2 separate regions of the Mus musculus genome follow, and region 1 is linked to region 2. Evidence: chromatin contacts called from public HiChIP or PLAC-seq data. All regions are on one chromosome and are shown on one strand. The core of a region is the stretch at or near the end of the contact, and the rest is flanking DNA. Distances in the headings are between cores, read along the strand shown.

Region 1 (6,849 bases), core at 4,047-6,546, 840 kb before region 2:
GATGCACCCGGCGCTGAATGCAGTGAAGGCTTCGAGTTTTGGTGCCAGGGAAGGCCAGGCACCATCTCGAACCTGTCCATTCCAACCCTCTTTGGGTTTTCTAGCCAATCATTAGTTAATGCTCAGATTTTAAGCTTCTTTCAAAACATTAACTTCTCAAGGATGGGAGACAAAAATAAAGGACATTTATAAGATAAATTGAAACTTGCCTTGAACTGGCCTTGACTGCAGTTTTCTCGTTCCCCATTCCTACATCCTTGCCTGAGCTAACTAAAGGTGACTATCATGCTTTGTAGACAAAGGCTCAGGGAAACGATCCAGAGGCAACTATTTTCAGCATAGCACTCCCAAGGTAAAGACAGGACCGCTCTTTCTGTTTTCCTCTCTTGTTAGAATGTTCCTTTCCACTTACCCTCTGAGATCAAAGAGGCAGTGAGGAGAGAGATGCTGTTTATGTCAGACAGCTTCATATCTAAAACATAACTCACGTCCTGTTTCCTCACTGTTGGGTATGTTCCCCCCAGAAGCAAGGCCTCGGGAGAAAAGGATGACTTCCCTTGAACAGCACTTGTTCAACAAAGCCCCCTAGGCCTTTAGTCCTTTGGCCTGCCCAGATGTGTCCAGAGTCTCAGTCAGGCCCGGGCTTCCAGCCTCTTACCTGGCAATAATTCCTTCTCTGGGTGAGCCTTCCAAATCTGCAGCTGGCAGGGTGACAGGATATATGTGTTCATCTGTAACTTGCCTGGCTTATCCTTCCGAGCATCTGCAATGGGTCTGCATCAAAGCGCATCCTGTTGCTGGGTGTGGTGGCCTACATCTGTCATCCCAGCACAGGGGAAGCAGAGACTGAAAGATCACAAGGTGGAGACTGACTGTGGCTACCCAGTGGGACTGTCTCAAAGTAAAAGAGAACCAAGCAGAGGATGTACATTCTGAGGAAGATAGAATTTCGAAGGAGAGAAAGCATACACACTAACACTAAAACCTTGGCGTGCCTCTAAATTAGTTCTTCCAGGAAGTTGGTCCAGTGACACAAAGTCAAAACACTAACCTCACTCACTTACCAGATACCTGGTTGCCTTAGAGAATACATGATAGAAATCGTGTGTGTGTGTGTGTGTGTGTGTGTGTGTGTGTGACTGTGTGTGTGTGTGTGATGAGTGTGTACATGTGTTTGAACCTTTGTGAGTGCATGTGTATATATACCCAGGTGTGGATATACATGCTCAGGTATGTTCATGCACGCAGCAGCCAGGACTTATATATCTGAGTGTCTGTCTAGATCACTCTCCACCTTACATACTGAGATAGGATCTCTCACTTGAACCCTGAGCTGGCTGATTCAGCCGGTCTAGCCAGCCAGCTCGCTCCAGGGACTCTGTCCCTGCTTCTCAAGTGCTAGGATTACAGGTGGGCTGCCACACTCACCTGGAATTTATATAATGCCGGGGACCCCAAGACTGCCGCTCACCTTTGTGGAGTGATGCTTTTTTTTCTACGAACTCCCTCTCTATTTCACTTTTTTAAAAAAATGTATTATGTATGTGAGTACACTGTTGCTGTCTTCAGACACACCAGAAGAGAACATCAGATTCTATTACAGATGGTTGTGAGCCACCATGTGGCTGCTGGGAATTAAACTCAGGACCTCTGGAAGAACAGTCAGTGCCCTTAACTGCTGAGCCATCTCTCCAGCCCGCATCCCACATTTTTTAAGTATAGAAACTTACCAGCCTACGAGTCTCTGGGAGCTGTGGTGCTTAAGGCACATCTGGATCTAGGTTCTGGCTTCTTGTCTCTGTACCGTTAGTCATGGTGGGTTTGCCTAGGATTATCAGACAATGTTCAGCAGTAGAGCTCTTATTGAAAAATTGGTTTGCTGATCCCATTGTAGATTTAATGGATGGTTTCACTTCCTCTCAGATTCCTGTCGTGGCTCCATTCTATACAGGTTGTGTATTTGGCAAATGGTACTTCAAAGCTCAAGAATGCTGGTACTGTGTGACGAGAGAGGTATTACATCATCGTGGCCGTTGTGGACATACTCAGCAACCCGGTCTGTGTGACTTGAATAGCCCTGCTGGTCACATGACAGGGGAGCTCACTAGCATTTGTGCCCCGCTGGTTCTTGAGCTCAAGCATCAGGGCAATCTTCCCAGTTTGCTACACAGCAAATTTCCTTCAGAAGTTGGTAGATTATTTAAAGAGATGTAAGCAAGGTATGGTGGTAATTCCAGCACCCAGGAGGTGGAGGCAGGAGGATTAGGAATTTGAGGCCAGTCTCAGCTACATGAGACCAAAAAGCCAGAATGTTACAGGTGTGAGACGGTTACTATGTTAGTCAGTTGTCCTTGTAACAAATACGTGAGATCACTAGTCTACAAAGATAGGTTTATTTTAGCTACTTGTAAGTAATCGGTCTGCATGTTGTATATACCACAGGACATCTATGCTATTTCTGGGAAATCTCTGGTCTTACGAGGTCTGCTTCTTCGACATAAACGTCTCCAACATAAAAAGCCACAGTTCCCTGAGGTCCTTGGCAGCCAAAGACGCAGACATGTGAGGCCTTGTTTCAGGAGGCACCTTCGGAAGGAAGTCCTCTCTGTTGAAGACATCTGTGCTGCAAACATGGAAGAAACAGAGAAGACAAGATGGAATCCTCAGACTGAGTCCTTATCTGGGAATCAGCTCTGAGGCTAGCAGGCAGCAAGGATGCGGCTAAGTCACCTAGCTGCTAGGCAACAGAGCAGAGGTTCCTCCTCAGGCCAGCATTATGGTTTTCAGTGTTGTCCAGTGTGACCTGAAGTCAGTCCTTACAGTAACTGTGTGAGACTTCCTGCATTCTGCTTGGTCTCTTATGGTTTATTGAGCCATGATTGCCAGCTATGAGTATCCGTCTAACAATTTGAATAAACTGCTTAAATGAGGGTCAGTTCTATGGAGAGAATTACAGCCACAGAGTAAAATGGCATTTTTCTTTGAGATGTTTCATTGCATCTTTTATTATTGTCATTGGGAGACATTTGCCAGCTTCTCTTACTTCGTTTGTATTTCTTGGGTACGCTATATTATTTTTTTTTATTTTTATTTTTTAGAGGATGGAATGAGGGTGGTCAATATAGGTGAGGTAGCCCAGGCTGGTCTTGAATTTTCTATATAGTTGAAGGTGATCTTGAGCCCCTGTCCCTGCCTCCTGAGTTCTGAGGCTGCAGGCATGTGTCACCACTGCTAGTTTTTTAAAAATTCAGTAATGGGGGGGGGGGTCAAGCCTAGAGCTTTGCATGTGCCTGTAAAGTGTCCTACCAACTAAGGTAAATCCCCAGCCCATTATAAATAAATAAATAAATAAATAAATAAATAAATAAATAGATAGATAGATAGATAAATAGATAAATAAATAAATAAATAAATGTATGTATGTATGTATGTTATCATACTGGATATTAGGGGCACATACTTGTAATCTCAAAACTTAGGTTGAGGCAGGGGGATCACTGCAGTTTCAAGGCTAGCCTGGTCTACTCTAGAGAGTAGACACTGTCTCAAAAAAAATATATCATAAAAATGGTTAAACTCAACATTGAAGTGAATTTGCTTTTAAGGGCTCCCCACCCATACCTCAGTCCTTGGAGACTATTCGGGCCCTTGTCACTATGACGTAATCTCAGAAGAGTATTGGGGTAAAGGCTGTCTCTCTATCAGTGTTAGAATCCTAGGCATTCAACAGACGTGTTTTGCTTATCACTAAAAGAGAAACAGAAGATTCCGAGACACTCAGAGCAATTCAGGCCTTTTATTAAAAATTGACAGACCCAGCAAAGCAGCAGGAATCCTCCTCCAATATCTAACTGATAGCAGATTGAATCAGAGATGACACAAGCCAGGACTGGGCTGGTTTATGGTCTCTGTTTAATTTGCAACACAAGGGATTTTAAACAGTGAGTGGGTTTGTCTAAGAATCTTGCTTACGAATGGACTGGGTTGAATTCAGGACCCAATAAGATAGGATAGGATTATTTTAGATAAATTTAATCAGGCTTTTTACAAATTCAAACCCCACCCACATTCCCGCTCAGTGTGATACCTCTGTGAACAAAAGCTCGAAGTGGAGTGAACGCTTTTCGCTTTTTGCTTTTGGGAGATTCCTTCTCACAAGTAAACACAATGGGACAGTGAGGGGAGCAGTGGTGTTCACAGGTGTGGGCTAGAGTCTCCCTCAGCTGACTTACCATCAACCCTTTGAATTTAAAGCTGGGGGTGGAGAGGGGTGGGGTCTCCGTTTGGAGGAAGAAACAAATATTACTTCTCTCATTTTAGAGTGTCTTTTGGATTTTAAGGGCTCCCTGGCTTCGGAGCACACTGAGGTCAGACAAACTTGTTCTGCCTTCACTGCAGTTACAGTAACTAATGGGGTGGGGTGTTTGAAAGAAAGAATAGAATCACAGCCGTCCAGCTGTGAAAATACAAGATCAGTTAAATCCTGCTCCAACAGCTGTGATTGAGTTGCTTGCTTCCTCCCCTCCCCTCCCCTCCCCTCCCCTCCCCTCCCCTCCCCTCCCCTCCCCTCCCCTCCCCTCCCCTCCCCTCCCCTCCCCTCCCCTCTTCTTTCTTTCTTTCTTTCTTTCTTTCTTTCTTTCTTTCTTTCTTTCTTTCTTTCTTTCTTTCTTTCTTTCTTTCTTTCTTTCTTTCTTCCTTCCTTCCTTCCTTCCTTCCTTCCTTCCTTCCTTCCTTCCTTTCTTTCTTTCTTTCTTTCTTTCTTTCTTTCTTTCTCTCTCTTTCACAAGTAGGTCAGGTTGGCCTCTAACTTGTTTAACTTCTGGAAGTCAGCATTTACAGACCACAGGAGGCCTCCCTTTAGGTTTTACAAATTATTTCAGTTCTTCATTTTTCAAAAGCTTAAAGTGATATCAACTTATGAATGTTCTTGGTTTTTAAATTGTGAATTCATAATAATTTCATGAGAATTGCTTACATTTTTCAATATACAACCATATACATACATATATACATACACACATACATATATATGTATATGTATATATGTATGTATGTGTGTGTGTATATATATGTGTGTGTGTGTGTGCGTATACACATATTAAAAACATTCCCAAGGAAAACTGTGGGGTTTTGGTTGGTTGGTTGCTGTTGTTGTTTTGTTTTGTTTTGTTTTTAACTTCAGAAATATTTTACTTAAGTCTGTTTGTTAAAATTTTGCCCAACAGTAGGAACTGAAACCTTCTAACAGTTGCTGTAGATTACTGATGATAACTACCCCAAGGTCATGCCTCCTGGCTTCTTAATGGCCGGGTTCAGCAATATCGTTTGCTGGCAAAGGAATCATTCATTCACAAAACTGGACCCACCCAACCAGAGACCCTTGGTGGAAGTTCAGTTAGATTCTAAACCAAGAAAAATAGTTGCCTCTTTTCCTCACTGAACTTTGATCAGTACTGTGTGCTGTGTGGCCAAGCTAGAAAGTAGATGGAATTTCAAACAAGGCTTTAATGGTACCTTGGGAGCTTCCACCGGACGTCCTTCAACCAAGGAGAAGCATACCAAGATGGGATGCATCACACAGAAAATAGGATTTATTAAAGGAAATCAACCCCATTACCATAGTAGGCATACCCTCAGGGCTGACCCATATTTTATAAATGATGTAAATTACTCACTTTGACATATCTGTAATATGATGTGGCTCAAATTCTTTTCTATCAGGCTTGTTTGTTTTATGAGAAAGGGGTTTTCTCTGCAGCCCAAGGTGGGTTCAACTCACAGCCTCAGCTTCTCTATTGCTGGGCTTACAGGAGTCAGCCCTACTCTAGTAACTTCCTGAGTTTGCCAGATGCTAGGATACAAAGATTAGTAAGAGGCTGCTCCCAGACAGAGGCAGACAGACAGTGAATCCATTTTTAAGAAATGTTTAAGCGCTGGTAAGATGGCTCAGAAGGTAAAGGCACTTACTGCCAAGCCTGAATGCCTGCGTTTGATCCACAGGACATACATAGCGCAAAGAGAGAACTGGTTTCCACGGGTCATCCTCTCACCTCCATAGATGCATGCATATGCATACACATACACCCAATAAATACATTAAAACATAATAAGGTATAATTAATAAATTTCACTTAGAGCCTAATCCTAGCAATTTATAATCTGAGACCAGACAATCAACGAAGCTTGCGAGTTCAAGACCAGCCTGAGCAAGACAGGAAGACCCTGTCTCAAACACTGGAGTAAAGTACAATGTTTAAGATGTGGTTTTTATTCGAAGGAGGTAGAAAACAGCAGAGGGGAACTAATTAGACAGGAGAAAAATTCTTTACGGGTTAGGAACTTTTAACTTGAGATCTATTCAAAACCTGATCAGAGGACCATGGTAGCCAGCATATATCCTACAAGGCAGAAGTGTGTGGTGTCTAAGAACAGGCAGAAGCCAGTGTGACTGCAGTCTCTGAGCCAAAGGAGGCTGCAACTGTGTGCAAACCATCTAGGGCAGTGAGTGGTTCTAGACCTGGGGGTCATGACCCCGAGTGTTGGGGGTGTCAAGCAAGCCTTTCACAGGGGCTGCCCCAGGCCATCCTGCATATCAGATATCTACATTCCAGTTCACGACAACAGGAGGTTACTGTTATTAAGTAGTCATGAAATAATTTTACAGTTGGCGGGGGTCACCAACCATAAAGCAATGTGAGGAACTGTAGTAGAGAGTCGCAGCACTAGGAAGGTTGAGAACCACTGACTTAGGCATCTCTTCCCAGCACTGTTTAACTACGGCACCCAGTAGCACTGTATTTTATCTCTTAGGCTCTCTGGATAACAAAATGCAGTTCAAGGCCATCTTCA
Region 2 (7,499 bases), core at 4,583-7,082:
ACTGGCCCAGGGCACGAGGGAGCGGATTGCTTGCTCCTCACTAGCTGGGCAGATGTGTCTGGATTCTGACTCACGGATTCTGACTCACGCCTCCGTCACTGCTATTGTAGTTGGTTTCAGACATTTTAGGAAATGCTCCATCATAAGTAAAGGGACATTTGGGACATTTGCTCCAGGACAAGGGTGGTTGCCTTGCTACGTTGTCGCCACGTTTATAAAATCATTAATAGTTACAACTTTCTCATCTCTTTAACCTATTCACTGTGACCCCAGTCAGCACAGGGCTCTGCAGTTCGGTGGCTTACGTTCTTCCAAACATTTCTTTCAGGGTGGACTGATCAACTTCGAGAAAAGAAGAAGGGTAAGTACTGCCTTCGCCTGCGCTTTGCTGTTTAATTTCACCTGGACATGAGACACTGAAAGAAGTGAAAAGAGATTGTGTTCTTTTTGTTTGTTTTTGGAGACAGAAAAATAATACTCGCTGAACATTTTTACATATACCATTATGTTGGTATGTTCCTACACATTACTCCACAAGAGCCCTGCAAGCTCTTTTCCCACATCTTCAGTTAAAGGTGAGGATGGAAGAGATTAAGGACTGGTCCACAGTTAAGGTGGCAGTGAGCTGGAGTTCACATTTTGTCCTGCTGCAAATCTCATTAATAAAGAAAAGGTAGCGTAGAGCTGGCAGCATACCTCAGTGGTTGGGCACGTGGTCAGCATGCATAAGGTCTTATATTTGATCCCTGACACAGAGACAGAGAGATGTTGAGAGATTTCTTTCCTACCATCATCTTCTTCACAGCTACGTTTAGAAATACAGGTTTACTCTATATTTAGTAACAGTGTATGAACTATAACATTCATATATAAACATATGAAAATCATTGCTGAGAATATATGTGGGATATTCTTCTACAAAGAAGTATGTGAAACAACTAATACGTTAGCTTGTTTTAGTCATTTCATAACAAATACATATTCCAAAATATGTTGTATACACCTTGTGTGTGTACATGTGTCAGTGCTTAAATTAAAAAAAAAGCAAACAAGTTTACTTAAGAAGTTTATAAAAGTGAATGACATTAACAAAGACGACTACTCCTGTGGGTGTGTCTGGGAGAGGAAAGGATATAGTGTCCTTATTAGAAGTAGGTGTTATCTTTTATCATCTTTCCTGTCAGTATTGGAAGGGTGTTATATATCAAAAGCTTGATCTTTCAAGTAGTTCTGCATTATGTTTTTTAAAGATTTATTTATTTATTTTATGTATATGAGTACACTGTAGCTGTCTCAGACACACCAGATGAGGGCATTAGATCCTGTTACAGATGGTTGTGAGCCACCATGTGGTTGCTGGGAATTGAACTCAGGACCTCTGGGAGAGCAGTCAGTGCCCTTAACTGCTGAGCCACCTCTCTAGCCCCCTGCACTGTGTTTTATTTTTTTGAAGTGTAAATTTTGCTGTAATTTTGTGTCAGATGGATATGAGATAGGCATTTGGTGTTTGGAAGGAAAATGAGCGAGTGTGGTAACTCCCTGTAGGGCCTGCCTGTCATTTACTCTTCTATTCATCCACCCATGCTACCTGCACTGGTTGTATGGTTGTGTACGGACCAGGGAGTTTGGGAACTTCTGCAGTGGAAAGCCAGAGCCTTGCCCTCAGGAAGTGTATAATTCAGGAGGGAGATAGGCAGATGAACAAGCAGCCATAACTTATCTATACAAGCTCAAAGCAGAGGTCTTTCTTAGAGAAGCAAACAGGAGGCTGAGGCTAGCCTCAGCTTGTGAGGCTAGAGAACCATACAGGGACAAAGAGCACTGTGCGAACACAGTGCACAGACGCTAGCTGGGCTGGGCTCCAAAGCAACAAGATACCAACATGAACCAGCCGGAGCTTTCTGTCCCTCGTCCACTGAACTTCCTGTGGCATGGTGGTAAATATTCAACCATAGCACTGGACCAAGGGTTGAGACCACTGATTGGAAGACTAAGGCCCAACGACTCTGCCAACTCTTAGTTGCTTCTGTCCTGTCCTGTTACGCCTCCACAGTGTGCCATGCATGCTCCTTTAACTTCAGCACGAGCCTGGATGCTACCTTCTTTCCCTTTAATAATAAGAAGCTAAACATCTATGAAGTTAAAATCTGAGCCTAAAGCTGCAGTTTGTGCTGAGTGCTGACATTAAGAAGGGACCTGGAAGCGCCTGACGAGATCCAAGTGATGCGGGGCATAATTATACGTGCGTGCTTCTCTGGGAGCTTAGAAGGTGTAGTTAGATGATTTACTGGAGTAGTGAAAACCCAAGGATTTGGAAAACCTAAACACTCAGCTTTCTGAGACCCTGGACCGCTTAGACTGTCAGTCAGCCCCACTGGTGTGGATTTATTGAGGGGGAAGAATTGGAGAAGCTACTTCGGGAGCTGTGAGCTTCTTGAATCATTTTTCTTCTTTTAAAAATAAGAAATAGAAGTAAAAAAGGTGGTTTTTTTTTGTTTCGTTTTGCTTTGTTTTTTTACATATTTCATGATCTTATATTTAAAAGAAAAAAAAATCCCAAAACCCCAAGAATGGAAACAGGAAGGAAGGTGCCATTATGCATTGAGTTGGTGACTAGCCGGCTTCTTTGGATGGCTTGTTTTATCCATGTGAGTTTCTTTTTCAAGAAGAGAGGATTGAGAAACGAGGCATACAAGGACTTCAAGAGTTGAAGTGATGCATATGTGTATTTTAAAATCTACTTTTACTTGTGCTGGGGATTGAAACCAGGGCATTGTGTATGCACCAGGCATGCACTCCGCCACTGAACTATAGCCAACCCCCACCCCTGAGTTAGAACTTGTAAGATGTATTCATTTACTCTCTAAGGCAGCCAGATTGCAGAGTCTTCTTCAATGGCTTTCTCCGTACGTTACCCTTAGAGTGTTACAGTTCCATGTAGAAAAGACTTGTATTTATTTCATCATATTATTCAGTCTCCTGGTTTTCTGTCTACTTTAGGAATTTGAAGTCATTGCCCAGATAAAGCTCCTACAGTCTGCTTGCAACAGCTACTGCATGGGCCCAGACCAGAAGTTTATCCAGTGGTTCCAGAGGCAGCAGCTTCTATCAGAGGAGGAAAGGTAGGCTGACCTGTCTGTCTTCTGTCAGGGGTATGGTGGTCCTGGCAAGAGGCATGTACCTTGCCGGGTTATCTGCTAGACAGCTCTTGAGTAGCTGCTGTAAGGTTCTGGTCCTTGCTTTTCAGAGGGAAGCTGATTGCAGAACTAGAGGGTGGGTTTTAGGTCTTGTCCTATCACTTACCATTGAAGCCTAGAAGGAGTCTTTTATTCCTCCCCGTCTGCAGGACGCCTATTTGTAAAATGCTTGCTTTAAAGTGTGAAGTCATATTCTGGAAAGCCCTATTAGAATAGTAGCCATGCTCCTCCTCATCACTGCCCCTGCCATTGTCCCAGAGTCCATGGTGTGAGCCTTCAGGGAGAGAGGAGTGGAGATGGGGTGGAGGAAGAGGAAAAAAGAGATCTCATGAAAGATGAAATAGGAGAGCAAAGTGCTGTGGACCTGTGGGCAGGAACAGATCACTGGCCAGGAAGTGGTGGGGCATGGGGAAGATTGACAGCTACTACCAAGTAGGCTGGGCTGTGAAGGGAGATTTCACTAGAAGAGCTGGAGAACATTCCAGACAGAGTAAGATAAGAACATGAGTGAAGGCCTGGGGTCCTGACAGTCTGGGTGTTTGGAGGCCAGTGATGCCTTTGGGGTGGGTGAGGCCCAGGATGCAGCTTTCAAAACATTGGCTGACATACAAAGAAAGGCACACTGATTCTAGTGTTGTGAGTACTGGCCCAGTGGCTTCCGACCTTTCCTCTTCCTCTGGTGGTTGTCAGATTAGTCTGTAGGCCATATGTGGCCTGCCCTCTGTTTTCACATTTTTAAGTGGCAGAAGGAAAAAAAAAATAAAAGAATGTGGCATGAAAAGTAGTCGTTTGAAATTCAAATTTCAGGATTCATAAATAACGCTTTAATGGAATGTAGCCTGCTCATTTGCATCTTTGGTTGCTCTGGTGCATTAAAGATAGACCATATGGCCCACAGCCTAAAATACTTACTCTCTGGTCTGATTCAGAGAAAGTTTGCTGATCCCTGAGGTAGACCTGAGCTTTTCTCTGAAGAGTGGAATGAACAGCAAATAAGTATTTGTGAGAGTTGGGGCTTTGAGGGGCAGTAGAGTCCCAACAGGTCGGCCTGGCTGCTCCCTAGCTTTGAAGTGCAGGAATGATGGGCGTCATGGCCCTTCTTCCAATTCACCCTGGACCTGTGCTAGCTACAGACCCAGGCTTTCCCAAGAAACACTCCAAAGCAGAAACTCCCCTTGTGCATGTATCTGTTAGCATTTGCCTGGCACATCAATATGTGAAGCAGAAGCATTTATAGTTGAGGCAGCTTTTGGCCATTAAAGATAATGTCGGTAGTTACATTTATATATTTTTATAACTAATATAATTCATATGTCTATTCACCAAAGGTTAGATATTTTACAAAAATACCCTCTTTCATTTTTCTAACATGTTAGAAAACAACATAATGTGTACCTAGACACAGTCACAGTCACAGGAGGAAGCAGAAAGGAAGGGCAGGGTGATTCACAGAGGGAGGGTGATCCTTCCCCACCCTCCCCTCCCCCCACCCCCAGCCTTGGGGTTAGATGAGGATGATCAAGGGCAGGCTGCTGTCAGCTTCAGCTCTTGCCAGTGCCACACGTCCTGGAGTTGAAGCCTGCAGAACTGGACAGGCTCTATCCATCTGTCTCTGAAAGGGGTAGGGGAGGAGGAAGAGGCGTGCAGTGGAAAGTTATCAGCCGTGGCCGTCAGCAAGCTCCCGCCGAGGCTCGTGCCACGACACCACAGTCCACAGCTTTCCTTTGGCTGTGCAGAACCTTCCTCTGAATCCGGCATTCCACTAAATCACATGGGTTGGGAATCTGATCTTCTGTACTTAAAGATTGACCTCAAACCTCCCCTGTCTTTCTCAGCTACGCCCTCTCGTGTGAGATTGAAGCCGCTGCCGACGCCAACACCACTTCCCCTAAGCCTCGGAAAAGCATGGTGAAGAGGCTGAGCCTGTGAGTCCCCTGTCAGGGGTCCTGTCAGAGAGGGGAGAGGACCGTGCATTCAGTAGCTCTGAATGCTCACTTGAAGGGTGCATTTTCTGTCCTGAACACAAACAACTCATTAGATCCATCCGTTCCTGTCCTGGACACGCCAGCAACGGTTCTGCAGTCATCTTACATAGCCTAGTGATCCTTTGAACAGTAGATTATGTCACTTTTTAAAACTCCCAATGGTTTTATTTTGAAATAAAGTCTCAACTCTAGGTCCTAGTTTACAAGGCCTTATGGGGTCTACTCCCAACCTTCCCTCGCTTACAACAGTTCACCAAGATTCACCACACCAGCCTTCTAGCCAACCTTAAACACAGCAGGCTGTTGCCTGCTCAGGGCCTTCACACTAGCCCTTCCTGTGGCTAGCAGTGGTCTTTTTTCCTAGCCAGCTTCAGATGTTAGCATGAATGTTTTCTCCTAAGAGATCTTCCCGACGGTGAGGTCTCCTCTGGTTATTCTCATTCCTATCGGATGCTTCTCACAGTCTAGAGGAAGCAGTGTTATAATAGAAGCATTCACTGCTCATCATGTGTAGCAGACGAGGAGGCCTTCTGTGGTCAACTTTGAAAGACCTCACTCCATTTGGATAACATCCAGAGGCCTTAGACCATCTATAGGACCCCACTGCCCGGAAGCATTAGTACCACCCTGTCGGCCTGGCTCCACCTCTCTGTCCCCTCTTTCTGGTTCACTCCACACTTTGTACTTCAGCTACCTCAAGACCTCCCCACACACCAGGCAGTCGTTTTTAGTTGCTTTTGTTCTACTAACTTTTCTCCCAAAGAGCCACCTGGCTCACTTTCTCACTTCCTTTGGGTGTTTGTAGAAATGTCATCTTGACAAGCGTGTTGGACACTGTAGCCCTTCATCATATCTGTCCTTGACACCCTCCCTTGATTGTCTTCTGTCTTAATTTTTTTTCCATCGCATTATCTTCTTCCGCCATACTGTATACTGTATGCGTCTGTATTGAACTTAAAGTCCATGTAGAGAAGCCTCGGTTGTATTTGTCGCTCAGTTCACAGGGTCTAAATGCTGCCCCCACCCCCAGTAAGTGATTAGTGAGTATGTTTAGAATAGATAAATTGAGCTGAGAGCTAGGACTGTTATAAGAACAATGCATATGTTTATAAAATCTACAACATGATCTAGGAACCAGTTTCTATAATTAGCTCCAATCACAGAGCCCAGGAAACCAAAGTATGGAGAAGGTGGTTCAAGCGCTTCTAATAGAGGACCAGAAAGCATATTCAGATTCAGCTCAGAGTTAAGCTTACAGAAGTTTTACTGTACAGTAAAATTACATTCTGAAGGAAGAGAGAGATGGAAGGTCTAAGGGAGAGGAGAGAGAACCACAGGAGAGGAAAAGGGGACTAGAAAAGGTACTCATAAGCCGGGCATGGTGGCGCATGCCTTTAATCCCAGCACTCGGGAGGCAGAGGCAGAGGCAGGCGGATTTCTGAGTTCGAGGCCAGCCTGGTCTACAGAGTGAGTTCCAGGACAGCCAGGGCTATACAGAGAAACCCTGTCTCGGGGGAAAAAAAAAAAGGCAATCATGTGATGCAGGCTTTGATTGTATCTGTGTCTGTAGCAGCAGCTTGAGAGGACCTACTCTGCTCCATAAAGCTGACCATTAGAATGTGAGGGACCAAAGACGGCAGGCGTTACTTCTAGGACGCTGCGCTCTCACACAGATCCCGGCACTTACACACCTGAGATTGATCTGGGTGATGTTCCCTGCACTTGCTAGGGGCAAACAGGGCAGTCTTTAGGGACCATTGGCCAGTTCTCCATGGTCAAGTAATTTCCCCCGGCACTTGCCAAGCCCACCCGCAGACTTCTCGGTTGTCGTGAGAGTTTGTGATGTGAGAGTTTGTGATGTGAGAGTGCAGTGCCTCCTGGATCCGTGAGCTGTTATGGCTCAGCAGTTCTGGAATCTTCTCAGGCACTGCATCTGTCTGGTCCCTTTGCCAGGCTCAGTGTCTCCTGGCTCTGCTCTTACATGTGCACAGGGCTTTCTGTGTTTTCATTATACCCCTAACCTCTGTTCCCATAGCTTCATGTCCATCAGGACCATCATGCATAGACACATTATTTCTTCTGTATTAATTCAGGCCAGGCCAGGCAGACGTCCCTGTTGTCTCCTGTGTCTGTGGGAAGATACTTTTCTAACCTGTCTCCTTACTGCGGGTAAAGCCCTTTGAGTGCCTGGCTTTATATAGATTAGGTTCTCTCAACCTTACTTTAGTAAGCAGAACCGTCATTTCACAGTGCTGTGTATGTGTTAACTTCATACACATGAATCAGTTCATACTGAAAGCATATATGGAAATATCAA

The links. HiChIP or PLAC-seq counts read pairs in DNA pulled down with a chosen protein or histone mark.
Region 1: an H3K27ac HiChIP or PLAC-seq map of embryonic stem cells shows a contact between it and region 2, with 7 times the contacts expected there. The contact joins two enhancer-like sites. A contact is called at or near these places in 2 of 484 Hi-C or Micro-C datasets (cerebellar granule neurons and cerebellum), 4 of 115 datasets of contacts at active chromatin or transcription factors (embryonic stem cells and large pre-B cells) and 1 of 9 other capture datasets (embryonic stem cells).

The regions. Positions count from the first base shown.
Region 1 is chr1:153,373,993-153,380,841 of GRCm38.p6, reverse strand. It overlaps Gm46246 (a long non-coding RNA gene), which reads left to right. Exons shown (of 2, transcript XR_001779877.1): 2 at 2,443-2,985. Among named protein-coding and RNA genes, the nearest start is that of Gm46246, 20 kb to the left of the region's middle. Within about 2 kb of position 5,296, at least 25 of the 459 cell types and tissues checked have an H3K27ac peak or open chromatin away from gene starts, as enhancers often do.
Region 2 is chr1:152,529,129-152,536,627 of GRCm38.p6, reverse strand. Rgl1 (ral guanine nucleotide dissociation stimulator,-like 1) reads left to right here. Exons shown (of 18, transcript NM_016846.4): 12 at 329-361; 13 at 3,001-3,122; 14 at 5,033-5,122. Among named protein-coding and RNA genes, the nearest start is that of Gm51749, 7.1 kb to the left of the region's middle. Within about 2 kb of position 5,832, at least 20 of the 459 cell types and tissues checked have an H3K27ac peak or open chromatin away from gene starts, as enhancers often do.